Regions from separate parts of the Sus scrofa genome. Here all the other regions are linked to region 1. The links are chromatin contacts, called in public HiChIP or PLAC-seq and promoter capture Hi-C maps. All regions are on one chromosome and are shown on one strand. The core of a region is the stretch at or near the end of the contact, and the rest is flanking DNA. Distances in the headings are between cores, read along the strand shown. Region 1 holds the start of USP5 (ubiquitin carboxyl-terminal hydrolase 5). Region 2 holds the start of C1R (complement C1r subcomponent). Region 3 holds the start of CHD4 (chromodomain-helicase-DNA-binding protein 4). Region 4 holds the start of NOP2 (NOP2 nucleolar protein).

The links. Promoter capture Hi-C pulls out the DNA fragments that hold promoters and counts their contacts. HiChIP or PLAC-seq counts read pairs in DNA pulled down with a chosen protein or histone mark.
Region 2: an H3K27ac HiChIP or PLAC-seq map of alveolar macrophages shows a contact between it and region 1. The contact joins the promoter of C1R here to the promoter of USP5 in region 1. A contact is called at or near these places in 2 of 5 promoter capture datasets (fetal liver and liver), 9 of 47 Hi-C or Micro-C datasets (alveolar macrophages, blood, embryonic fibroblasts and 6 more) and 1 of 2 datasets of contacts at active chromatin or transcription factors (alveolar macrophages).
Region 3: a contact with region 1 is called in a promoter capture Hi-C map of fetal liver, with 2.4 times the contacts expected there. The contact joins the promoter of CHD4 here to the promoter of USP5 in region 1. A contact is called at or near these places in 2 of 5 promoter capture datasets (fetal liver and liver) and 2 of 2 datasets of contacts at active chromatin or transcription factors (alveolar macrophages and skeletal muscle).
Region 4: a contact with region 1 is called in an H3K27ac HiChIP or PLAC-seq map of alveolar macrophages. The contact joins the promoter of NOP2 here to the promoter of USP5 in region 1. A contact is called at or near these places in 1 of 5 promoter capture datasets (liver) and 2 of 2 datasets of contacts at active chromatin or transcription factors (alveolar macrophages and skeletal muscle).

Annotation. Positions count from the first base shown.
Region 1 is chr5:63,855,823-63,861,538 of Sscrofa11.1, reverse strand. It overlaps USP5 (ubiquitin carboxyl-terminal hydrolase 5), which reads left to right and starts at 2,704. Exons shown (of 20, transcript XM_001925784.6): 1 at 2,704-2,975. The coding sequence starts at 2,865. It overlaps CDCA3 (cell division cycle-associated protein 3), which reads right to left and starts at 2,634. Exons shown (of 6, transcript XM_013987400.2): 1 at 1,930-2,634; 2 at 1,543-1,717; 3 at 1,156-1,285; 4 at 356-649; 5 at 116-219; 6 at 1-13. The coding sequence starts at 1,662.
Region 2 is chr5:63,640,081-63,646,116 of Sscrofa11.1, reverse strand. It overlaps C1R (complement C1r subcomponent), which reads right to left and starts at 2,020. Exons shown (of 11, transcript XM_021092408.1): 1 at 1,795-2,020; 2 at 838-1,066. The coding sequence starts at 1,796.
Region 3 is chr5:64,067,822-64,074,178 of Sscrofa11.1, reverse strand. CHD4 (chromodomain-helicase-DNA-binding protein 4) reads right to left here and starts at 2,552. Exons shown (of 40, transcript XM_021092425.1): 1 at 2,315-2,552; 2 at 1,288-1,465. The coding sequence starts at 1,387.
Region 4 is chr5:64,102,655-64,108,420 of Sscrofa11.1, reverse strand. It overlaps NOP2 (NOP2 nucleolar protein), which reads right to left and starts at 2,312. Exons shown (of 16, transcript NM_001244246.1): 1 at 2,213-2,312; 2 at 1,817-1,923; 3 at 274-319. The coding sequence starts at 1,919. It overlaps CHD4 (chromodomain-helicase-DNA-binding protein 4), which reads right to left. Exons shown (of 40, transcript XM_021092425.1): 38 at 4,894-5,089; 39 at 3,958-4,121; 40 at 3,209-3,774. The coding sequence ends at 3,757. It overlaps LOC102162288 (a long non-coding RNA gene), which reads left to right and starts at 2,525. Exons shown (of 2, transcript XR_297162.3): 1 at 2,525-2,698; 2 at 2,906-3,420.

The DNA of each region.
Region 1 (5,716 bases), core at 1,455-3,954:
GGCAGTGTGCAAGCTGAGGGAGGGAGGGTGTTCAGAGGAGGGGAGATGGGGAAAAAGGGCCTCCCACCTTTACGCTGAATTTCCTAGTGACAGCTTTCACCCTCTCTCCCTTTACCTGTCGTGCTGTCCGAGTCCCGGGGGAGTTGTCGTCTTGCAGGATGGTGAGAGGAGATCTTCCTAGCACTTTGCCGTTTGGTTTCCGTCTGCTGCACTTAGAACCTAAGGTGGACAAGGAGTTAAAACACGGAGCCGAGATTAGGGGCTTCCAGTTTAGTCCTCTTCTGTTCACCGCGGCCACTATCCCAGAGCACTCTCCCAATTTCTCTTCCCCATACCTTGCCTTCAGATTCTGTACCTGAAGATCTAGGTGTCTCGGGGTCTCTCAAGGGCTTGTCGGAGCCCTGGCTGGCCACAGGGGTTTCTGAGGGCTGTCCTGTTTCCTCCTTGGAAAGCATCTGCTTGGAGGGGAGCTCACTGTGGCTCCAAGGTGGCATCTGGTCCTCAAGGGAAAACCGGGTGCCCAGAGGCAAGTCCAGTTCAGAAGATGACAGTGTCTCCAGGGGCAGAATAGGTTCTGGGGGAAGATTTGACTTGGGGTCTTCCGTCTCAAATACATCACTCAGCTGTTTCACCAGTGGGCTTTGGAGCTCTGGGGGCGGGGAAGTGAAGCAAGATCGTGACCTTCTGATACAATCAGCAAGGAGGGAAAAGATACACCTGCCTTTGGAGTCATGCTATGGTGGATGAAGGACTGGGAAGAGAGAAGTCAAGGAGAGGGAACAAAGTGTTGAAAAAAAGAATGACATGGGGGAGTTCTCATTGTGGCACAGCGGAAATGAATCCGACTAGGAACCATGAGGTTGCGGGTTCAATCCCTGGCCTCGCTCAGTGGGTTGAGGATCTGGCATTGCCGTGAGCTGTGGGGTAGGTCACAAATGCTGCTCAGATCCTGTGTTGCTGTGGCTGTGGTGTAGGCCAGCAGCTGTAGCTCCAATTGGACTCTTAGCCTATGAACCTCCATATGCATGGGTGCGGCCCTAAAAAGCCAAAAAAAAAAAAAAAAAGAAGAAGAAGCCTGAGAGGACAGCCTCACTGATCCCACCCAATGATGCTAAGTGACAGCATTATCAGAATTCCCTGGACCCAACACTTAACCTCCGCTGCTGGTCTTCATGGGTGTCCGTGCAATGCCAAGGGTAGGAGAGCGGGGATCTGTGTCCTGGGCCTGCTTAGGACCCTCCAGCTGCTCCCCTGAAGGCAGGTTTGGCTGTGGAGAGCTCTCTACCTGTCGGGACCAAAGGCTAGAATAAGTCTGAGCCCTGACTCTTCTCTCCCAGATCTCTAGCCTCAGCTGACACTCCAGGTGGGAACTGGCCAAGGGCATCAGACACTCAACCTACTTCATCCAGATTGAGAATGAGGGAAAATAAGGCCTCAGAGGGAGGTGGCGGGGGTTGGGGGAGTAAGAGCTCTTCCAAAATCAGGTTAGGCAGAGGCCCAATAATTCAGTTTCGCGGCCTCCCCCGCCCTGGCCCAGGGTACCTGGATGGGAGTGCGTTGGATGCCGGCGCTGGGTGAACGGGGGTCCGCTACTCGAGCCAGAAGCTTGTTGTGCGGCGGAGGCCGCGCTGGAGTGACTGGGACGCTCTTGGCTGAGCCCATCTCAAGCAGGAGAAATAGGATGGGGCAGAGCCCGCCCCGGGCGAAGAGGGGATGCCTGTGAGAAGTGACTCAGGTCTTAGCCCTTACTGCGACCACGTTCGACTTTTGACCCCAGACCACCGGATCTTCCCCATTCCCCGCTGAGGAACAGTCTGGTAGCCAGGCCAGAGGTCCCTGCGGGGATAACGGCTGATAAAGCTGACAAGGCAGCGTCTCCGAGTCTGCTGGACCCTCTAACTTCTTCACTAATTTATTCAAATCACTTACCAGGCCCCAAATCCACCTTTGGGTGCAAAGCAGCTTGATCCTCAACTCCCGAAGCTGAGTTTCAAACTTCCCGCCACGCCCCTACCCTGAGCCTATTGGCTGAGCCGACGCAGGCTCCTATAGGTCCGCTATGTGAGGCCCGCCTCCAGGGAAGGAAGCCATTGGGTAGGGAGGACGTCTATCATAGAGACCGTGGGGCCGAGGGACCGCGGCTGGCCCAACCCAGGGGTGACGCCTCTTTGATAAGGGGACTTTTGTTCCTTATCGGGCTGCGAGTAGTCCGTAGTGAGATTTTGAGGAATGCCAGTCTTCGCTTTTGAGACCTCCAGTTTCAAAATCAAATGATTTTATTAAAAAATAGGATCAGGAATTATTACAGTTATAATCCAGTCGGAGACGGAGTTATGAAGATTTTTCTGAGGCCCTAAAGATAGTAATCCTTATTGGTCCGCAGAGTTAGCAATCACTCGGCACTAATCCCCAAACCCCGCCTCATTGGACAGCCCCCTTTCAAATACCAAGAATACTTGTCTGCTCGTCTATTTTCGAATTGGACAAATCCAAAAGAAGGTTTCTGGAATGGACGGGTTTAAACAACTGTCAGTTTCTGCTCTTCAAAAGAAGGCACGCAAAGTCCCAGAATCCCAGCAGCCAAAACTCCGGAGCCCACCTCGCTGCTCTACATGCGCTCTGCCCTTGGAGGTGTGGGATTGGCTCTTTCGACCAACGATTGCATTAGAAGCGCTTTTCATTGGCTTTAGTCGAGAGGCGGGCAGAGGGCGGAGCACTAGCCGGCAGGCTCCGTCCAACTGCCATTCTCGCGCGTCCTCCCTTCAGCGCATGCACCTAACGAGTAGTGCTCATTGGACGGAGGGGTAGGGGGTGGGGGACTAGAAGTGGGAGCCGCGGTGTGTGGAGGAGCTGCTGCCGGTGTCATGGCGGAGCTGAGTGAGGAGGCGCTGCTGTCAGTATTACCGACGATCCGGGTCCCCAAGGCTGGAGACCGGGTCCACAAAGACGAATGCGCCTTCTCCTTCGACACACCGGTAAGCCCATTCCCCACGCCCGCAGCGAGCACGACTTCCCCTCCATTGCCCTGGTCATTCTGCCGGGGCCTGCAAGGCTTGGACCACCGCCTCCCTGCGGTGCACCCTGGGACTTGTAGTCTCTCACGCTACTCTTGCCGTTGCTTTGGATTCGCGGGAGCTGTCGTGTGACTACTATCCCCGGAAGCCACCGCGCCCGCTTCATCCGCCCCCGGTCTCGGGGAGCACTGTGGGTATTGTAGTCCCTCACTCCCGTCATTGTCATTCTAAGCTAAAGGCGCCACCCGGTCGGCGGACTACATCTCCCACGTGGACTCCTGCGGAAAGCCTGGGAGTTGGCCTTGCCCGTCGCGCATGGCTCTCTGGATTTTGTAGTCTCGTTTAGGAGGGATGGGGCGACCCCCCGCTGTTTTGGGCCCGGGTTGGGGTATGAGGGGGGGGACTGCAGCTCCCAGGCGTCTGGTAGTTTAGAAGTGGCCATGAAGAAGGCTTGTTTTGAGAAAGGCCGAGTTAGAGAGCCTCCACCCATGGTTAATACGGACAGAGGGCGGGGAGGTGGGTCATTGGTGGTACGGAGGGGAGGAAAGAGGAGAGGAAAGCTCTAGTCGTTTCTCCTTGGAGGTGAATTATGGCCACGGCCCACCCCGCCCCTTTCCCCTGCCCATCACATAGAGCGGAGGGAACCCCTTTGAAAGTATTCCCAGAGAGATGGTTTCTTTCGTGGGAGATACTAAGGCCCCTTTCCCATCCTGCTCCCACTCTTGACTAGTTAGACAAAGCAGCCACCCACACCATGCTTTACGTTTTGCAGGCTCCACCCAGTACCTCCCTTCCTGCAGTTCTGCCTTCCTGTGTCACCCTTGGGCCGCCAGCTGGGTAGGAGTCCGATTGGGATCCGCCCCCCTCACCACCCCTCCCTCAAGCCGCTGCTGGGCCCTGCCCAGGGTGTTCAGCCAGACCAGCTCATGGCCTGGAAAACTGCAAGTCAGAGTGGAAAGGCTTCGTTAATACATCGCCAGTGCTGAGCAGAGCAGCGTGACCTAAGGCCCAGTTCAGGATCATCACTGTGATTTGTGGGTTGCTTGGTTTGCTGGGCTTTGATCTGGGCCTCAGACAATGTGCTGCTTCTCTGAAGTCTGGCTCTGGCAGAGCTAAAAGAGGACTGCTCAGAGCAGAGCTCCAGGGTTCCCAATCCTTGGTGGAATCAGCATCTTTTATTTCCAGCAGAGAAGTTTAATCACTGCATAGCTCCCACCCGCCTCCCAGTTTATCATGTGCATGGCCTGGTGAAGCACTGTCTTTCTCAGGAAGGAAAAGAGTTGTTTTTTTAATTAATTATCAACAGATGGTAGAAGTCTCCCTTCTTTCACTTACCTGCAGTGGCTCCCTCTTGACACTCCTGTCTCCCTAGTAATGGTTTGAATCATCCAAAGGAGGTTTCGTAATCTTTACACTTTCCTTCTCTCACCCCAAGTCAAGAGAGCTCCATTCGTTGGCTTTGCTGGCCAACTTCTGACATATTTGATTATCTTCAAATTGGGTTCTTGGTAGAAAGAGAGCTTATTTGACCTCCCTGATAAGAATGCTCAGTTTATTCATGAACGCTGTAATCCATGCTCTTCTAGGGAGTGGTACAGAGCAATCTGTGGGGCTGAGAACTGCCACACGGTGCCCTGTTTTCAGTTTCACAGCAGAGAATTTTTCAAGGCCACGGAGGCTTTTTCTTGTTTTTCTTTCTACGGCCACACCTGTGGCACATGGATGTTCCCAGGCTAGGGGTTGAATGGGAGCTGCAGCTGCGGTCTACACCACAGCCACAGCAACCCCAGCTCCGAGCCACCTCTGGGAACTACGCTGCAACTTGTGGCAACGCCAAGTCCTTAACCCACTGAGCGAGGCCAGGGATCGAGTGCATCCTCACAATGCTGAGCTCCCATGGGAATGCCAAGGCCACGGAGGCTTTCATTCCAGGAAGAAGAAGCCTGTTGCTTGGATCTAGAGGAAGACTGTTGTCGTCCCCAGTTCCCTCCTGCCCCTTCTCCATCACTCTCTCCATAAGGGCACTGAATAGATTGGCTCCGTTTAGGGAAAGCCTGTCTTCCTTCCTGAGCTGTGACTTACAGTGGACACTTGTCTTTCCCTGCTTTCTTTTTGGATTTTATGTGCTCTGGCTGTCTCAGCAGGTATTGCTAGATTGTTCTAGACAGGGGATAGGTTGGAGGTTGACGGGGACTTCAGTGGATATCAGTTATTGGTCAGGGCAGCAGGGAGGCCTTGGGGGGTGGCTGGAGAACGCTGGACCTCATGTCCTGCTCAGACTGGGTCCCAGTTCAGCTGTGGGCCCCAAGCACGGCATTGTTCCCCTGGAGCCAGGCTTCCGCAGGAGAGGAAGGAGACCAGTGGGGACCAGGGTGCGACTGCCTGGCAGAGTGAGCTGAGGGAAAGGTCTGGGCTTGCCGGCAAGCTCAGCCGTTGCATGTCCTGTTCAGGTGCATGGCCATCTCTGCTCCTCCCGTCTGGAAGGCTTTCTGAATCTTGGAGGTCAGGTGCGCTTTGTCATGGTGTCCCTGGTTTAGGTTCAGTGTCTGACCTGTCAGGTCTTTCCAAATCTGCAGTCATTGAGCCCCATTCATCTTCCGGATCTCTGAGCTCCAGGAACAAAGCCCTCCTGTCATCTGCGGTTGACAGGAGGGCTCCAGAGGAGGAACAAGAAGGAAGAGGAGGGAGTTCCCGCTGTGAGG
Region 2 (6,036 bases), core at 771-3,270, 210 kb after region 1:
TGGGCTGTATGTAGGCTCTACTTGAATCCTGAATCAAGAATCTTTTTCTTCTTCTTATTTTGTCTTTTTGACTTTTCTAGGGCCGCTCCCGTGGCAAATGGAGGTTCCCAGGCGAGGGGTCGAATCGGAGACATAGCCACCCGCCTACACCAGAGCCACAGCAATTCGGGATCCGAGCCGCGTCTGCGACCTACACCACAGCTCACGGCAACGCCGGATCGTTAACCCACTGAGCGAGGCCAGGGATTGAACCCGAAACCTCATCGTTCCTAGTCGGATTCGTTAGCCACTGTGCCATGACTGGGAACTCCGAGAGTCTCATTTTTATTGGATGTAGAAAGACGGGTCTAGGATGGGGCCCTTAGTCATTACAGGGGTTAGGGGATGAGCCCACTGTCCCCAATAAAGGCTCTGCTTGAGCCACCACCATGCACCGCTCCCTTCCCCTTGTCCCTGTGTTCCTGGTGAGGCAGGGAGCCACGGTGATACTCTCCATGGAAACAGGGAAACTGAGGCACAGCGGTTTCCCAAAGACTCCCACACGCGAGTAAGCAGATGGGGCAGGTGTTTCTGACTCCTGTAGACAGGATATTTCCTGAGGCTGGGGTTGGTTCCTTCCCTCTGTGTTTCTCCCCTCAGTGCCCACCGAGAGTCTCTAAACCAGTGGATGCCCATCCGTGGCATCGCTTGACACTCAGAACTCCACGTGACTCTCAGCTTTTACAGACTTGGGGCTGTGTCCCCAGGTGGGGAGTGTGTCCAGGGGGGTTGGAGCACAAGTCCCCAGCTTCCAGAGACCCCCAACTCTCTCTCTGCCCTCCTGACCGGACCCCCTACCTTGACATAGTCATAGAAACAGCCTTCCGAAGGCTCCAGGTCAAACTGCCAGAAGACCAGCTTCACCCTGTATCCCGTGGGGACTGTGATGACAGTGGTTGTCTCAAAGTTGTTGGGGTAAGGCTTGGGGTACCGAGGGGATGTCACCTCCCCAAAGAGCTTCTGAGGGAGGGGCGTGGTGCCCCCCAAGCTGTAGAACAGGCCTGGCACCAGGAGGTATACGAGCCACCTGCCAAAAAGAAAAATGGTGTCTATAGGGCTGGAGGGGTGCAGCAAGTGCCCTTGCTACCTGGGCAGTGGTCGCAGGGGGGGATGGGATGGTCATTTTCCTCTCTGTCCAGGCTAGACCTCACCGACATGTTCTGGGTGGGGAGGGTGGATTGGGGAGGCTGGTCAGCTGCTGCCCTGGCTGTTCCTCCCCAGAGCAGCGTCCAGTCCAGAGGTCATCTCACTCCCTCCACCTCTCTCCTCATCCTCCTCCCCTGCCTTGACCCATCCCTCCCCTCCCCTCCCCTCCCCTTCCTGGAATAGGGCTGGCTTGGGACCAGTTAATTGAGGGTGAGGGTTTCCCGTCATGGCTCCCTGAAAGGGCTTCCAAAGGTTCAGCAAAGGCCTCTGGGAGAAACCACCTATGGAAGGAGGCGTTGGGGGCACAGGACCCCCTTCTGGGGCAGAGTGGGTTCCGTCCATCTCACTGTTCCCTATGAGCTGGAGGAGGAAGGCACTGGACATCACTTTCTAGGTCTGGGGTCTCCTTTCATCCCCAGGAGGAGGGATGGGGGGTACGTGTTGGACTGTGTGCACGCGTGTGTGCATCGGAACGGATAAGGTATATGGGGAAGGGAAGGGTGTTCCCACCTCCCTGAATGAATTTGAGAGCAGGAATAAACCTCCCGTGCCCGGGGTTCTCCGCTCTGGCTTCTCCCTCCCTCCTTGGTCCCCATCAACCTTACTCACATTTCTCAAGGCCTCTCTGGGGATCCCTGGTTCTCCTGCAGCGGCTTCATCCACTCTGTGTCCAGGGAGAGCGCAGTCATGCAGAGGAGAGAAGGGGGAGGGAATGACCGTGGAGGGGGAAGGGGGGGGACCATTCCGGGAGAAATGTTGTAAGGAACTAACTATTTGCATAAACAAAACCAAAAAAAAAAAGTCTGTTTCCAATTTGATTTAGTTTTGGTTTTGAAATCCCTGATGGTGCTGCCACCTGCTGGCCATGTGGGGAAGGGCTAGAGATGGGTCTGCAGTTTTAAGGGACTGGAAAGCCTTTGGTGGGAGGCCCAGACTTTCACTTCCACATCTGATGGGAGTTTCACCTTTCTTCACCTCTCTAGGCACTGCTGCTCTGTTTCGGGGGTTCCTACCCAGTGGAAATTGCAGTTGAGAGGGACTCTCTTTCCTGGACCGCCCTTCTCCTTTAACCCTGTGCTTCCTGCCCAAGTTACCCAGCTAACCAGCTGCTATGGTCCAGGCATGGCCAGGCTTTCAATGCCCAGGATGATGCGACAGGAATAAGGCTGAGAGCTGGGCAGTGCAGGAGGGCACAGTGGAATGAAGCTTGGTTGCCCTGGGATCTTGATCTCCTTCACTCCTCAGTGACACAGAACAGGGGTCGCTGGGACCCCAAAGCAGCACTGGAGTCTGTGTTAAGACCTTTCCTCTCCACCTCAGTGCACTCAGGCCTGGAGTTCCCGTTGTGGCTCAGTGGGTTAAGAACCCGACTAGGTCTTGTACCTGCATCTTTCTTCATTGTTGGGTCTATGGTCCTCGCCTTACTGGAAACTTCAGCCCAAGATCACTGCAGGAATTTATAAACAAGTTTGTCTTCTTCAAAAACAAACAAACAAACAAACAAACAAACAAAACAAAACAAAACAAACAAAGGACCCCTACTAGTATCCATGAGGATGCAGGTTTGATTCCTGCTCTTGCTCAGTGAGTTAAGGATCTAGCATTCTTGCAAGCTTCAGCATGTTGCAGATGCAGCTTGGATCCGGTGATGCTAAGGCCAGCAGCTATGTGGCTCCGATTTTATCCCTAGCCTGGGAACCTCCACATGCCATGGGTGTGGCCCTAAAAAGACGAAAAAATAAAAATAAAAAAATTAAAAATTAAAGAGAAAAATGCACTCATGGCTGCCCATGAACTTGTCTAAGGAGGGGATAGAGACATCTTTTTTTTTTTTTTTTTTTTTTTGCCTTTTGGTTTTTAGGGCTGAACCTGTGGCACATGGAGTTTCCCAGGCTAGGGGTCAAGTTGGAGCTGCAGCTGCCAGCCTACACCACAGCCACAGCAAGTTGGGATCTGAGCCGAATCTATGACCTACACCACAGCTCATGGCAATGCCAGATCCTTAACCCACTGAGCAAGGCCAGAGATCAAACCTGCATCCTCGTGGATACCAGTAGGGTTCGTTAACCACTGAGCCACTATGGGAAGTCTGAGACATCCTTTTTTCTTCAGCCTCTGGTCAAGAGTTCGAACCTCTAAGGGTTGCAGCTGCCTAAGGGCTTGGCAAACAGTGTGGCTGTGGGCGGAGACAGACTCGGTCTTTCTGAGAGGAAGCCAGGCCCACCAGAGGAGGAAGGGCCCTTGTCTCGCCTGACCTCCAGGCCATTGTGTTCTGTTTTAAAAGTTTGCTCTGGAGTTCCCTGGTGGTACAGGGGGTTAAGGATCCAGGGTTGTTACTGTTGCAGTTGGGGTCGCTGCTGTGGCTCGGGTTCGATCCCTGGCAAGGGAATTTCTGCATGCTGCAGGGGCAGCAAAAAATAAATAAATAAATAATAAAAAGAGAGAGAGAGAGAGAGAGAGAGAGAGATTGCTCTTTGGGGAAGTCTTTCTTCAGCTCTGCCCGGCTCAGATACCCTATGGTGTTGTGTTCCACAGGGAGGCTCAGATGGCAGAACAGGCTCCTGAATTCTCAGGCCTCGTAGTCACTCCTGCTTGTTTCCCCTACTAGACTAATCCCTCCATCTCTTCACCCACCCACCGGCTCACTTATCCACTTGTAGCTGCCCATTTCTTGTGCCAGGCACTTTCCCCAGCAGTGGGCTCATGAAGATGCGGCAGCTCCCCATTTGGCAGTGACCAGGTCATCACGGAATGGAGTTTAAGAGCTGGCATGTGAAAGAGGCAGTGTCAAGCCAGGTTGGAGGGTTCCCCCAGCAGGCTGATATGTCAGGGCTGAGGAGTGAATCCGCTGGCAGGGCTGAGCCATGACGTGACCTGTAGCTTTGTCAGGTGAAGAAGGACAAAAGAGAGGGGAGAAGGATAAGGACCAGATCGGGGGGCAAGAAAGAAGGAGAATCTTGTCCAGCAAATTGCACATTAGTATACACACATTAGCAGTGTGTCTGTGTCATGTGTTTACCACGGGGGCAGGATGGCAGATGTACAGGTGAAGAGGAGATGGTCCAAGAAGGTAAATCCTGGAGGAAGCTCTCCCATCCGTCCTAGGGATTCTGAGCTCTGTCCTGGTACCATGTGACCTGACTGTAAACCGACAAGCCTGGACCCTGTTAGCTCAATCCCGCCCCGTCTCCACTCTGCTCAACTGCACAAAATAACCTCAACTTTCATTTTGCGTTGGACCCTTGACTTATACCAAAGACAGAGAGAAGAAACGGTCATGTGAAGTTGCTCAGGCATTTGTTTTATTTTTGCTTTTGCTTTTCAGGGCTGCACCTGTGGTACATGGAGGTTCCCAGGTTAGGGGTCGAATTGGAGCTGCAGCTGCCAGCCTACGCCACAGCCACAGCAACTCAGGATCCAAGCCTCGTCTGCCACCTACACTGCTGGTCACGGCAAAGCTGGATCCTTAACCCACTGAGCGAGGCCAGTGGGTTATTGAGGCTGTGTCCTCATGGATACTAGTCGGGTTTGTTACTGTTGAGCCACAACGGGAACCCACAGGCCTTTGTTTTAAAACCAGTATTGAAGACATTGTCACACACACACACACACACACACACACACACACACACACACACACACACATTTTTGGCCATGCCGAGACATGTGGAAGTTCCCAGGGCAGGGATTGAACACCTGCTACAGCAGCAACCCCCACTGCTGCAGTGACAATGCTGGATCCTTAACCGGCTACGCCGCAAGAGAACTCCCATTGTTGTCTATTATATGATCATTCCTTTAAAGATTTGATCTTGGGGAGAAAAAATTTCTCTCTTAAAGTAAAGGTAAGTTTCCCTCTGTGGCTATATCCATATCTATGTGTCTATATACTTGTACCTATATCTGTATCTGCCTCTATTTATCCATATCTAGACACGTGGATACAGACATATAGATGTGTATAGGTATATATTTTTGCCTTGGCAGGGAGAAACTCATATTATGTTTTCCATAATAAAAATAAATACAAATAAGATAAATAAAAATCATATATAGTCATTAACTAAAATTTAGCAAATAGAGAAGACTAGGGGAAAACCAAACAGCCAAAACGGTACCCCTAAAACCAACACAGATGAATATTTTGAGTATTTTGTACTATGCAGATGAAAAACAGAAGTAATCACGTTTGTACAACTTTGAATCCTGCTGTTTTTCAAAGATAATTTAACCTTTAAGAATACAGCTAGGGAGTTCTCGTCGTGGCACAGTGGTTAACGAATCCGACTAGGAACCATGAGGTTGTGGGTTCAATCCCTGGCCTTGCCTAGTGGGTTAAGGATCCAGTGTTACTGTGAGCTGTGGTGTAGGTCGCAGACGCGGCTCGGATCCCGAATTGCTGTGGCTCTGGTGTAGGCTGGTGGCTACAGCTGCGATTACACCCCTAGCCTGGGAACCTCCATATGCTGCGGGTGTGGCCCTAGAAAAGGCAAAAAGAAAAAAAAAAAAAAAGAGTACAGCTAGGAGTTCCTGTCACGGCACAGAGGAAACCAATCCGACTAGGAACCATGAGGTTGCGGGTTCCATCCCTGGCTTCACTCAGTTGGTTAAGGATCTGGCCTTACCTATGAGCTGTGTTGTAGGTCGCAGACATGGGTCGGATCTGGCATTGCTGTGGCTGTGGCATAGGCCTGTGGCTACAGCTCCAATTAGACCCCTAGCCTGGGAACCTCCATGTACCGTGGATGCGGCCCTAAAAAAAAGACGAAAAGCCAAAAAGCCCCCCCCCCCAAAAAGTACAGCTAACTTGACCTTCAAGGTTAGCAACTTTGCTCTCTCCTGCTTTATAGT
Region 3 (6,357 bases), core at 1,303-3,802, 210 kb before region 1:
GGGCCACAGCACAGAAATCTGCCACCTCGCCCTACACAGTGATGAGACTCAAGCCTAAGTTTCTCATCCCCACAGCTGAAGACTCAATGACAAGACTGACCCTCTCCTAAATGGCCTCGGATTGAAGCGAAGACTTCCAACTTAGAAAGTGCCAAAGTAGAAACATCTCTCCCAGACCACCTCAACTTGCAGTTGGAACTATGGAGAGAGAAGGCAAAAGTGAAAAACATTTGATGGGAAACAAATACAGGACTAGCAAGCTCCAGAATTAAAATAAAACCACAAACAGAAAAGATGAAGAAACAGCACGTAGAAAAAAACAAAGCTACGAAAAAAAGGTCAAGGAAACAAGGAGGTGACTTAGCTAAGGGATCTGAAGACAGACAGAGAAGAGAGACATTCACTTAGACACATAACACCAATCATCACTTGAGGACAAACAAGAGCCATTCCAACCAGGCAGGATGCATAACCATTCGGGTTTGGCCAGTGCAAGGACCCACCCCAAAACACAGACAACACAACCCCCAACACACCTACACAAACACCTCACACCACCAGTCCAAACCCCAGGCTACCTGCACAGGGCAGAACCGTCTAGAGAAAAAAGCCAGGATTAAGTCCACTTGCCCGAGGAAGAGAGGTGCCCAGAGTGTCATCTCTCTTCTTTCTGTCCCTTGGAGTATACCCTGCAGGCTACTACATCCCACTCCTAGCCCCACTCAAAACATTCCAGCAATCTGCCTGGCTAAGAGCACTCTAGATTCCAGCTTCGGAGCGCAATTCAAACTTCACACAGTTGAAACAGCACAGAAAGCCGGTAACTGATCAGAAGCTAAAAATAATCAGAGAGTAACCAGCACTCCCTCTTTCTTTTCCACAGCAGCAATCACAGGATCCTACCGGCAGAGATGCCCGGCTGGTCTCCTCCAAAAGCGATCCTCAACCCAGCCCCTTCCCCACTGCACAGCCTCCAGGGGTCCCAGCCACCTGCATTCCTCCAAGGACCCACAAAGCCTGCCAGCCCAGAGAGCTCCCTCAACCGGGAACTGCAGAGCAATTCCCGAAGGCAGTGCAGCAAGCTTGCATCTCGGTCCGCGCAGCCCGGGAGGCACATGGCTTCCAACCCCCTCGCACAAGAGCTCCGCAGAAGAGAACCACTCCCTTCGGATGCCCTCCACCTCTCACTGCACAGAGCAAGCCCAGAAACTCAACCCTGCCTCACGGAGCCACTAGGGAGGGCCCAGATGGCTCCTTCCTGCCCGGGGCCCTTGGGGAAGATGTTACCTGGGTGGGGTGGGGGCAGGCTGTTGTTCAAAAGTGCATCCATATCCTCCTCCTCACTGCCCGCTGAGCAGGGGGACGGGGAGCCCAGGCCCGACGCCATCCCCTTCCGCTCCCGGCCAGGGAATTGGCCCAGCTGCTCCTGCCTGCGGCCTGGGGCCCTCGACACTGGCCCGAGTCACTGTGCGGGGGAGGGGGGAGAGAAAGAGAACAGTCAGTGACGCGCACGGCCCCCTCCCCCACCCCGCCGCGCTTTCCGCCCACCCCCGGCCCCCCCACCCCTCAGCCACCCGAGCAGGGCACCCGAACCACTCAGGCTGAACTTAGTTCCACACTCCCAGGGGCAGCCCGGAAGCCGGCTCCCGGGCTGGAGCCCCCCAGACCGGAGGAAGCGGCGCCCCCGAGGGCAAGCCGGTGCCGGCGTAGGGAGGGGAGAAGCCGCTGAACTGAGCCGGGCGTGTCGGGGGAGGGGGTCCGAGTGGCCGCGGCGCGGGGGGGGTGGGGGGAGGATCGGGGGAGGCGGCCGGCGGCGAGGCGCTTGGGGACACAAGGTCACTTGGGGGTGGGGGGGCGACTCCCTGCGCCTGGGGAGGGGCCAGTCCCCAGACAGGGCAGCTCTCCAAAGGCTGTCCTCTGGGACAACTCGGGTTCTCCGGAGAAGCCGCGGGGACGAGGGGGCGTGGAGGCTCGGCGCTCCGGGGGGCTGGAGGCAGGGGCGTGGGGGGCCGGGGCTCCCACCAGGCGGGGGGCCGGGCCACGTGTCCCGGGGGGCAAGTGAGCAAAGGGCGAGGGGGGCGCCGGGCATTGTGGGAGGCAAAGCCCGAGGTGGGAGTCGCGGAGAGCTAGAGTCGGGCAGGGCGAGGGCGGGGGCTGGGCGCCCTGCAGGGGAAGGAGAGGCAGGGTCGGCTTCCCGGGCAGGGGGCGGTCTGCGGGTCCGGGGACGCCCGAAGAGAGGCTGGGTGGAGGGATGACCCTCGGGGCCGGTCGGGATGAGAGGGGCTTCTGTCTGGGAACCCCGCGCTCTCCTCACCCCGGAGCCGCCGCAGGTCGCGCAGGGTCCGGCCGGGTGTCACTCCCGCTCCGGCTCCTCCTCGCCGCGGCCGAAGGGGGGAAAATGGCTCCGGCTCCAGCGTCGCCTCTTAAAGGGCCCGAAACACCGGCCGGGAAATCCCACCGCACAGGCCCCGCCCCCCCACGGACAGCCCATAATAACCTCAACCAACTCCAACCCCCCCTCCACTACCGCCACCCTCCTCCCTAGGTCTCCCGGGCAACCCCCGCCCCCTCGTCGCTCAGCAACCACTGGCCACGCCCCCTTCGAGCGCGCGCGCGCGTGTCACCCGGGCAACCACCCACCTCCTGGCCATCCCATAATACACACGGACACCACCACCACCACCACCACCGTACCACCACCACCACCACAACCATCACCCCCCCACGCGCACGCACTCCATACACATATACATATATGCCAGGGATGTTGACATCTCATGATATTGCAGACCTTTTGCAACTAACACTTTACCCCTCCCCTAGACATCCCATAATAGCCATCCTTTGCCAACTTCTTCACTCTTGGCCCTAATGCTAACATCCCATAATAATTCGTCACCTCTCCCTCCCCATGGCCATCCCATAATAAGCACCCCTACCCGCTCTTCATGCTCACATCCCATAATACTCATCCCCATCCCCCACAGACATCCCATAATAACCACTCTTCATCCACCCCCAGTTTGATATCCCATAATAGTCAGAAACTCACCCCCCCCCAACAACGGACACTTCGGCCTCTTCCCACTTCCCACACACATCCCGTAGTAATCAGTCTCCCACTTTCTGTACTGACATCCCATAATAACCAACCCCCTGGGGAGCTGCCCTCAGCCCCTGTGGGCTAGAACCTCAAAACTCGACCCCAAGGCTTCAGACGTTCATTCCCACTCCACAGCCCATAATAACCACTCCTCCTCTATCAGAGATATCCATAATGATCAACAGCCCTACAGTCACCTCACAGATGGACATCCAAACTCCTTTCCTCTAGCACTGGAAAGATATCCCATAATTTTACTCCCCCACCCACACCCTGACATCCCATAATAATGACAAAGAACCTGTGGTCAAGCAAACATACAATAATACTCCCAACACAACCCAGAGTCAGGTCCCATAATGCTCATCTCTACCACCCCTATACCTTTCCAGTCAGGCATCCCATAATATTTATACTCATCCCTCCCCCATCTCCAGAGGCTGTCAGTCTAAAACCCTAACTCCCACACCAGCAAGGGTGAAGCAGGCTATCCACATTGCCCTGTCCCCGCCCCAACTTGTACACACCTTCAGCCCTTAATGGCCCAAAGCAGTATCCTGGCACAAAGTCTCTTGATGTCTAGGACAGACTCTAGCTTTCCTCATCCATCATTTTCAGACATGCAGGAACTGGACTGAGCCCCACCCAATCCCACCAAAATCCAGATGTTCTCCAGACACTTAGCAACACTTACCTCCAGTTAAATTTTGAGTAAGACCCACCAAATACCAAGCTGGTCAGATGAGCCATTCACATAAAGTTCAGTTCACCTCAGAGCATCCCATAATAATTACAAATGCCCACCTAAAGACTATTTCTCAACATTCCAGCAGTCCCCTTCCCACACCACCTCCTCAGGTCAAGTGGTCCATTCTCATCCTAGGCCACGCCTATGGATGGACATCCCACTACAGTGTGAACAGAGGATCATGCTATATACACCTGAAGAGCTAAGACCTCCTGTTTCCCTAAACACTGCTACTCATGTTCACTCAACAGATGTTGACAGAGTACCTAGCAAAGCACAGAGCCAGGCACCATGGAGAGTGCAGGACCACAGGTGCCCCTTCCCTTCAAGGAGCATAAACAACCAACTACAAGAGGAGACAGAATGACTGCTGTCAATGGAAAACTGAGTTCCACTTCCCAATTTCCTGTTACAGAGAATAAAACAAATCCCAACTGGTCTCAGGAGAAATCAGATCCCAGTAGAGGTTCCTGGTGGTCCTCCTAGAGGCTGGGAAATTATTTCAAAAGGATTTACCATATAGATGGACAGTCAAAATAATCTCCTATCTGGAGTTCCAACTGTGGCACAGTGGGCTAAGAATCCAACTGCAGAGGTGCAGGTTGCTGTGGAGGCCTGGGTTCCATTCCCTACCCAATTCAGTGGGTTAAAGGAGCCCGAGTAGGTTGATGCTGCAGCTCATATTCAATCCCTGGCCCAGGAACTTCCACATACTCTGAGCATGACCATTAAAAAAAAAGAGAGAAATAATCTATCTGTTCACTACATACTACCGGATTTTGTTTCGAAGCAATATTCATCCATCCAGTGTTTCTAATACTGAAACGCTATGTATCATCATGTGCTTCCTTCCTGAGAGGCTCATCAACATGCCAGTATTATCCTCATGCTTGAACACCAAATTCTGCTTACCCTCAATGCCCCATGTTTCTCATTTACACCCTTTCTCATTTTATATCCTGAAGTCTCATAGGACTTCCAACTGCCCTCATCCTCATCTTGTTGAAGCCCCATTCTCCACCCAACCCCTGCATCATTATATAATATTAACCATCTTCCCTTCCTGTGTAAAAGTCAACATTCCAGAATGTCTTTGTCAGTTATTATGTCACAAGGTAGCCTTCCAACTTATACCATCCCCTTCCCCAACTGCAGCTATCCTGCCTGCAGCCACGCCGGGGGACCCAGCCCAAGAAAGTGAGCGAGCACAATCTGAAAATCCTTTGGCCCTCAGAGAACCTGAGCCTGTAGCTTCTCACTTTTCCCTCTTCTCGAGCCCCAGAGAACTAGGACCTGGGTGGAAATCAATGTCCTGGCACCTCTTCCTTGCTGCCCACCCCCCTCCCCCCAGACCCCATAGGATAACATCTTCCTATGCTCTCTTGTGCCTTTTTCACAAAAGTCCAAGACCTGTGGTGGTAGAACAGGTTGAAAAGAAACCGGAAGGGACTCCTAGGAGAGGCCCTTCCTGACCAGAAGTGAGTGGGATGAACCTCACATCATCTCTGTATGGCCCTTCTAATCTCACTTCCCTAGAGAAAGGGCCTGGCCAGCTGACTCTCCCTCCTCTGGAAACCACAGGACTGGAGAACTGGCAAGGAGAGATGAATTCAGGAGAGGTACGAGCTTGCTTCGGGAATCACCCTATGTATCCAAGCAGAGTACCAGCGATGCTGATAAGTCTTTCTCCCAGCTCCTGCCTGACTTAACGCCCCAAACCACCCTTTCTGCATATCCATTGCGGCATGCAGGCTGGCTCCCCCATTCTGCAAGGCTGCCTAGTCTTCTCCTTAAATTCTCTTGACATCAAGACTGCGTCCCATTCATTTGTGCAAGCCCTTCCCCATGCTTATTCTGAACACTAAGATCAAATCTCGTGCTCCTCACTTAGGGGAGAGGAGGAAGCTCTTTAACTAAGATACCATAACGTGGGTATGCCTCCTTGCAAGAAGTTTCTCATTCAGATACACAGCTGCCAGATACTTATTATGTCCTCCTCTCTCCCCATCTCTCTAGGGGATGCAGCCTGCTCCCGGGCCTTTAATTCCCTCTGTAACGTCTCCATCTGCCCCATGCCCTCTTTTTCCCATATATATAGCGCATCACTACAGTGACTCATAACATAAACCAGAAGGAGAGTTTTGTAACTGGGTAGTCACGGCCTCTTGACTGTGATTGCCAGCATGGTACCTGTTGTCCACCACAGCCCCTCTGCCCCATCCCTGCAGTTTCTACCCACCTATCACTGCTTGGGTCTTCTTACTCCCCATCTTCCCCTTGATCCCACCACCAGGGGAGAGTTAAAGTCCCTTTCTCTCTCCTTGAGTTCCAGAGGGCTAGGATGTGTGTGTTTGTGTGTTGCTTTTGTGGTCTTTATGCTTCCCCTCCCTACCCTGGCCACATGCCAACGTCCCAGATAAATTATAAATAAACCACCAGCATGATTGGCCCACAGAGACTAAGGGTGGGATAATCTCCAGATTAACGCACCCAGGGGGACAGCCTC
Region 4 (5,766 bases), core at 1,063-3,562, 250 kb before region 1:
TGTGGACATTCACACTCACCTCTTTCTTTCCTTTTTTTTTTTTTTTTTTTTTTTGGTCTTTTTAGGGCCGCACCTGAGGCACATGGCTGTAGCCACCGGCATACACCACAGCCACAGCCACGCCAGATCCGAGCCTCGTCTGCAACCTATGCCACAGCTCATGGCAACACTGGATCCTTAACCCACTGAGCGAGTCCAAGGATTGAACCTGCATCCTTAAGGATGCTAGTAGGATTCGTTTCCACTGAACCACGACAGGACTCCTACACTCACCTCTTTCGAGCACGACTGGACAGCCTCTTGGAATTTTCATCACCAGCTGTTTAAAAAATCAAAAAAAGGAAGAGAGGAGGTTATGAGAAAATAAAAAGCAGGAGAGAAAATAAAAGGGCAGAGAATTAGGACAGTAGTTAAAGGGAAGAGATTGTAACTCACTCCACTGTGCTCTACAGGGAGCCGGGTAAAGAGATGTAAAGGAGCTGATCGCCATCTGGCTGCTCATCAACCAAATCCAAACTGGGCCTCCCTCCAGACTGATTTCAAAAAATAGCATCATCGCCATTCTGAAACTTTCAAATCTTTCTTCTGCCCTTTCTTTTATCTAATCAGTTGCCAACCACAGATTTCAAAACTACTGCTTTTCCTATATTCTCCAAGAAATAGAAAGTTTAAAGCCCTCCTATTTTTTTTTTTTTTCCTTTTGTCCTTTTTTTAGGGCTGCACCGGAGGCGGCTTATGGAGGTTCCCAGGCTAGGGGTCCAATCAGAGCTGTTGCTGCCAGCCTACACCACAGCCACAGCAACGCCAGATCCTAGCCATGTCTGCAAACTACACCACAGCTTAGGGCAGCACCGGATCCTTAACCCACTGAGCAAGGCCAGGGATCGAACCCGCAATCTCATGGTTCCCAGTCGGATTCATTTCCACTGCACCAAGACTGGAACTCCATAAAGCACTATCATTTTATAACTATACAAATTAACCTCTCAGCATCCATTTCCTCGGCAGTGCCTCTCTCACAGGACACAGAGAATGAAGTGATATAATGTGTCCAGCGGGTTCAGCATTGTATTTACCACTTACCTATACTTCAATAAACTGCATCTTTTAGACAATACTCAACACAAACTACCTGCAGTAGACTCCTGACCAAGTGGGAGCCAGCTCTGTGCCTTCCCATCTCCTCTACAATGCAGTTCACAGTGACTGGACTGTCCCGTTCCCAACTTCCACCTGCTAAAATGTCACCCACTTCTCAAAACCCAACTTCTTTTTTCTCCTTCTCTTCTTTTTTTGTCTTACAATCTTTTGTGTCCAGGGCTGATTTTCAATAGATCACACCAAGGGAGCTGCATGGCTACCTATGAAACCCCCACACAGAAGCAGGTCATCTAAGAAGAGCTTAGTGCAAAACCCAACTTCTTGGAAGTTCCTGCTGTGGTGCAGTCGCTTAACGATCAGTATGGTAGGTCACAGCTCCAGTTTGGATTCGCTCCCTGGCCTGGGAACTTCCACATGCTGCCGAGACGGCCAAAAAAAAAAAAAAAAAGTCACAAAATCTTTTCAAACTTGGCAACTCCGTGGAATCCTGCTTCCTCTGAAGGCCCTAAACATTAAACCACACATCTCCTTGCATGGGAACTTGTGCCCGTCACATCTTCCCTAATTTCTAAACGTTTATGAGATTGTTCCATTCATATTTACTTCCTAATAACTCATGAACACACAATCTAAAAAACTGAGGGATTACACTACAGATGGAAGAACGGCGCAAAAGCTAGAGAATCGGAAGGGGACGGGCACGCCTGACCCTTACCTGCAGGCAAGAATCTGACGAGTTCGGTCTCAGCACCTTTCTGCTTTCGGGCCTTTCGGCCCGGCCCGCGTTTCTCCTTCGTAGGGTCCAATTTGCGCCCCATGGTACTGAGGAAAACAAAAACGAGAGACAGTAGAGTGGCGCGTGTTGTCCGGGAAAGGCAGAGAGCAGACGAAGCAAGTTGAAGTGGAAAAGGGCACTGCCTTGACGAGAACCTCGACTCAGCAGCCCCACTGCCCCTCGAGGCCTGGCCACACCTCCACTACACGCTGAGCCCCGGGCCCTGGGTCCCACACCGCTGGTACAACGTCCCCTTCCCACGCCCCGGTCCAAGTGGACGCCTCACCCTTCCTTCCTCGACTTCCTGCAGAAGACCCGCCCGAAGCTGCAGCTCACCTGGAAGCGGGTCCAGTCCCGAGAAGGCCCTAGGAAGCAGCGACAGCACTCCACGTGTGGTGCGGGGCTGGCGCTCCGACGCCACACCACGGGAACGTCTCGCGCAAGCGCACAGCGCGCCCGCTGAGGCCCCGCCTCTTCCGGGCTTCCCGTCCGCCGCGGAAGCCGGAAGTTTCATTCGCGCGGCCGCGCGGGGCAGGCGGTGCAGAGGGCGGCCGGGGAGGACCGCTCTGCTCTCTCCCAGGTGGAGAAGGCGGCGCGTAGGGGGACGCCTTTAGCTTCCCCGCCCTTCCCTCCAGATGTGGGCCTTACGCCTTATGGCGGATTTCGTCCGAAAAACTGGTACCCAAAAGACGGCCCCTCCCTTCGGACGGAGGCGTCAGAGCCGGACCCTCTTTCGCCCCACGTCTCAAGGTCGCACCCACTCCCAAGTCCTGTGACTTTGAAACCTTCTTCCTTGACACCATACCCCGCGCTGCCCCTCAGGTAAGGGAACTCTCTGCCTTGGTTCCCATACGAGAGGTCGGGAGGACGGCATCTTGTGTTCTCACTTCACACAAACAGAAAACCCAGAGCAGCCTTTCTTGAAATAAACCCTAAGGTGGTGCTTAGCAGCTGTTCAAAACTGCTCCGGCACTTCGCTGGTTTGTCTTCGCAATGTTGCGAGGAAGATTCTCCTTTGATTCTCTACAGCAGACATCTACAGCCTGGAGACGGCCGCGAAGCTGGGAGTCAGGCTTAGGCTGTGAACCCAGGGGGCTCCGGAGCTCCTCGCAGCGTGCAGGTGGTGGCGGCCGGAGCACGAGGGTAGGTGCACAGTCCAGATTTCGTGGAGTCTCAGGACACAAGGAAACCCTTGGTCTTCAGCTGCACTGTCCCAAGGCTCCCGTCGGACACACCCACCTGCACCTACACCCACACTGAACCAGAGCACTAAAATACAAGGAAACTTTTATTTTCAATTTTTGTCAAGAAATTTGCTGTGGTTTTTTATGCTTTTGGTTCTTTTCCTTTTTTTTTTTTTTTTTTTTTCCAACTTTATTTCATTCTAGCCGCTCAGGGGCTGGAGCCGCTGGGTTCCTGGTATTAAAAAGATGCCAACAGAGGTAGCTGTGTCTCGCCCAGGGGCCCGGCCCACTGTGAATACCCCCCAAAAAGGAGAAATGAAAACACAAAATAAACCAACAAAATAAAACCAAAAGGAGGAAGAAATTCAGATCATTTTCTTCAAGCCTGGCGGGAACCCACAACAGTTTGTGTGTAACAGACGTTACAGTGGGGAGAAGCCAGGGCCCAAAAGGCCAGCCCGCCAGCTCCCTGCAGATGGCGCCGGCGCTACTGCTGCATGTCTCTCCAGCAGGAAGGGCACCACTGCCCCTCACTCCCTCCCCTCCCCCAGTGCACTGGGGGCTGTTCCTCTACAGCTTGGAAGATGGGGCAGAAGGGAGGAGAGGGTCTCTCAGGCCCCCAGGGGAGAAGCTGGGCAAGGGAAAGTGAGGAAGGTCACTGCTCAGCGGTGGACGTGGTATCATCCATCTGGATCTTCACTGCTGCTGGGCTACCTAGAGAAAGAGAGAGCCAAGAGGGTCAGAATGTCAGACCCCAGGAACCCTCCTGACCCCAAAGGAACTCACTGGTGGACCAGCCCCACCTGCCCAATGTGTAAAGCCAGGGACAGACAGCAACGTTACAAGTTCCAGAGTGGCTCTGCTGGAACAGATGGCCAGAGGAAAATGGTCCTATACCTGCTGTGGAGTCGGTTCAGGTGCCCGGTTTGCCAGGCGGCTGAGAATGTTACGCTCGGACATCTGTAGCCTCACAGCAACTGGGGGAATTCGGGCAATAGTAGCTGGGAGTCGAGTCACATCGGCTTTCATGTCACTCAGCAGTTCTTCTAGCTGTTTCAGAACTGCATGGGGGGGAAAAAAGGCGGTGAGCCGTGGTGGTCAAGACCTAGGCCCATCTTATAATATGTGGACCGGCTTTCCCATCACTTCTCAATGATCAAGTGACGTGCTGGAGTGCTGTCTTGTCAGTCACCTGACCTGGCTCCACCACGCTCAAATTCCTATTCCTCATATTCCAATTCCAAGTGTCCATGATTCTATGTTTTAAAGTTACCTCTGTCTCTTGATCCCTGTCTCTATCTCCATCACTTTTATTTTTTCTTGACTGTGCCTGCAGCATGCAAAAGCTTCCAGGCCAGGGAGAGAACCATGCCACAGCAGTGACAACACCAAATCTTTAACCACTAGGCCACCAGGGAACTCCGCCACTTCTTAAATAGCTATTCCTATTTCTTTCCTCTCCACTTTTGGAGCTGTCTCCCTCTTCCTTTATAACAGCTGCCTTTTCCTCATTTCACCCTCCACCCCCTCACAATGTCTTACCTTTAATTAGAAACAGGATGTTGAAAGGGGGTCTAGAAAGCACAAGATCGTAAATAACCTGAAGTTACCTCTAAAGTAGCCCAGATAACACTATGTATTATTCTGGGTTGCTCTCCACCTCTCCAAAAAGCTGAGTATATTCAAGAAGTTAAGAGGCAAAGAACTACTGTCCTTGATTGCCTGTGAGATATTAGCTTCCTGAGGAGGAAGGCAAAGCTCCCCAAATGTGTTGGGGAGGGACAGAGAAAGAAGGAGGCTAAGTCAGCAGGAGGCAGGGGAGCCACTGGCTACCTTTGTGCAGGACCGCATTGGCTGGCTTGTTTCCTGCCATTGACTCCTTGGACAGGTGCTGATGACTCTCCGCCAAACACTCCACCTCAGCAAAGCGGGTGTTCAGGGCCATGGAAGGGTGGGAGGGGTCCTCTGACATGTTCAGGTAAGCTGCCCGACGCAGCTGTTCCTCAATCACCAGGGCTTGTTCTAAGAGCTGGACAAGGGATAAAGAGATGGGCATTGGAATGATAATTCACTTGGCTTAATTCTGACGGGCCTCTGAGAACCTGTGAAGAACCTTAGGAATGGCTCCCTCACACCTGAACTGGTGTTCAACACCAATTCAACATTACATTGGCTTTTTTATCCCTCTTTGGTGGTCCAAGTTTTTTAAGTTATCTTACTGATTCACTTTTACACAAAAATGATAAAAACTCAATTTAGAAAATACAGAATGTATAAAGCATCAAAATCACAATTCTACCTCCTAAAAACAGTTAACATTTGATGTGTTTCCTTATATTTATTTTTTTATGTATTAAGATCCTATGTATTTGGAGTTCCCGTCGTGGCGCGGTGGTTAACGAATCCGACTAGGAACCATGAGGTTGCGGGTTTGGTCCCTGCCCTTGCTCCGTGGGTTAATGATCCGGCGTTGCTGTGAGCTGTGGTGTAGGTTGCAGACGCGGCTCGGATCCCGCGTTGCTGGGGCTCTGGCGTAGGCTGGCGGCTACAGCTCCGATTGGACCCCTGGCCTGGGAACCTCCATGTGCTGCGGGAGCGACCCAAAGAAATAGCAAAAGGACAAAAAAATAAAAAATAAAAAAAATAAAATGTATATAAAAAAAAGATCCGGGAGTTCCCGTCGTGGCGCAGTGGTGAACGAATCCG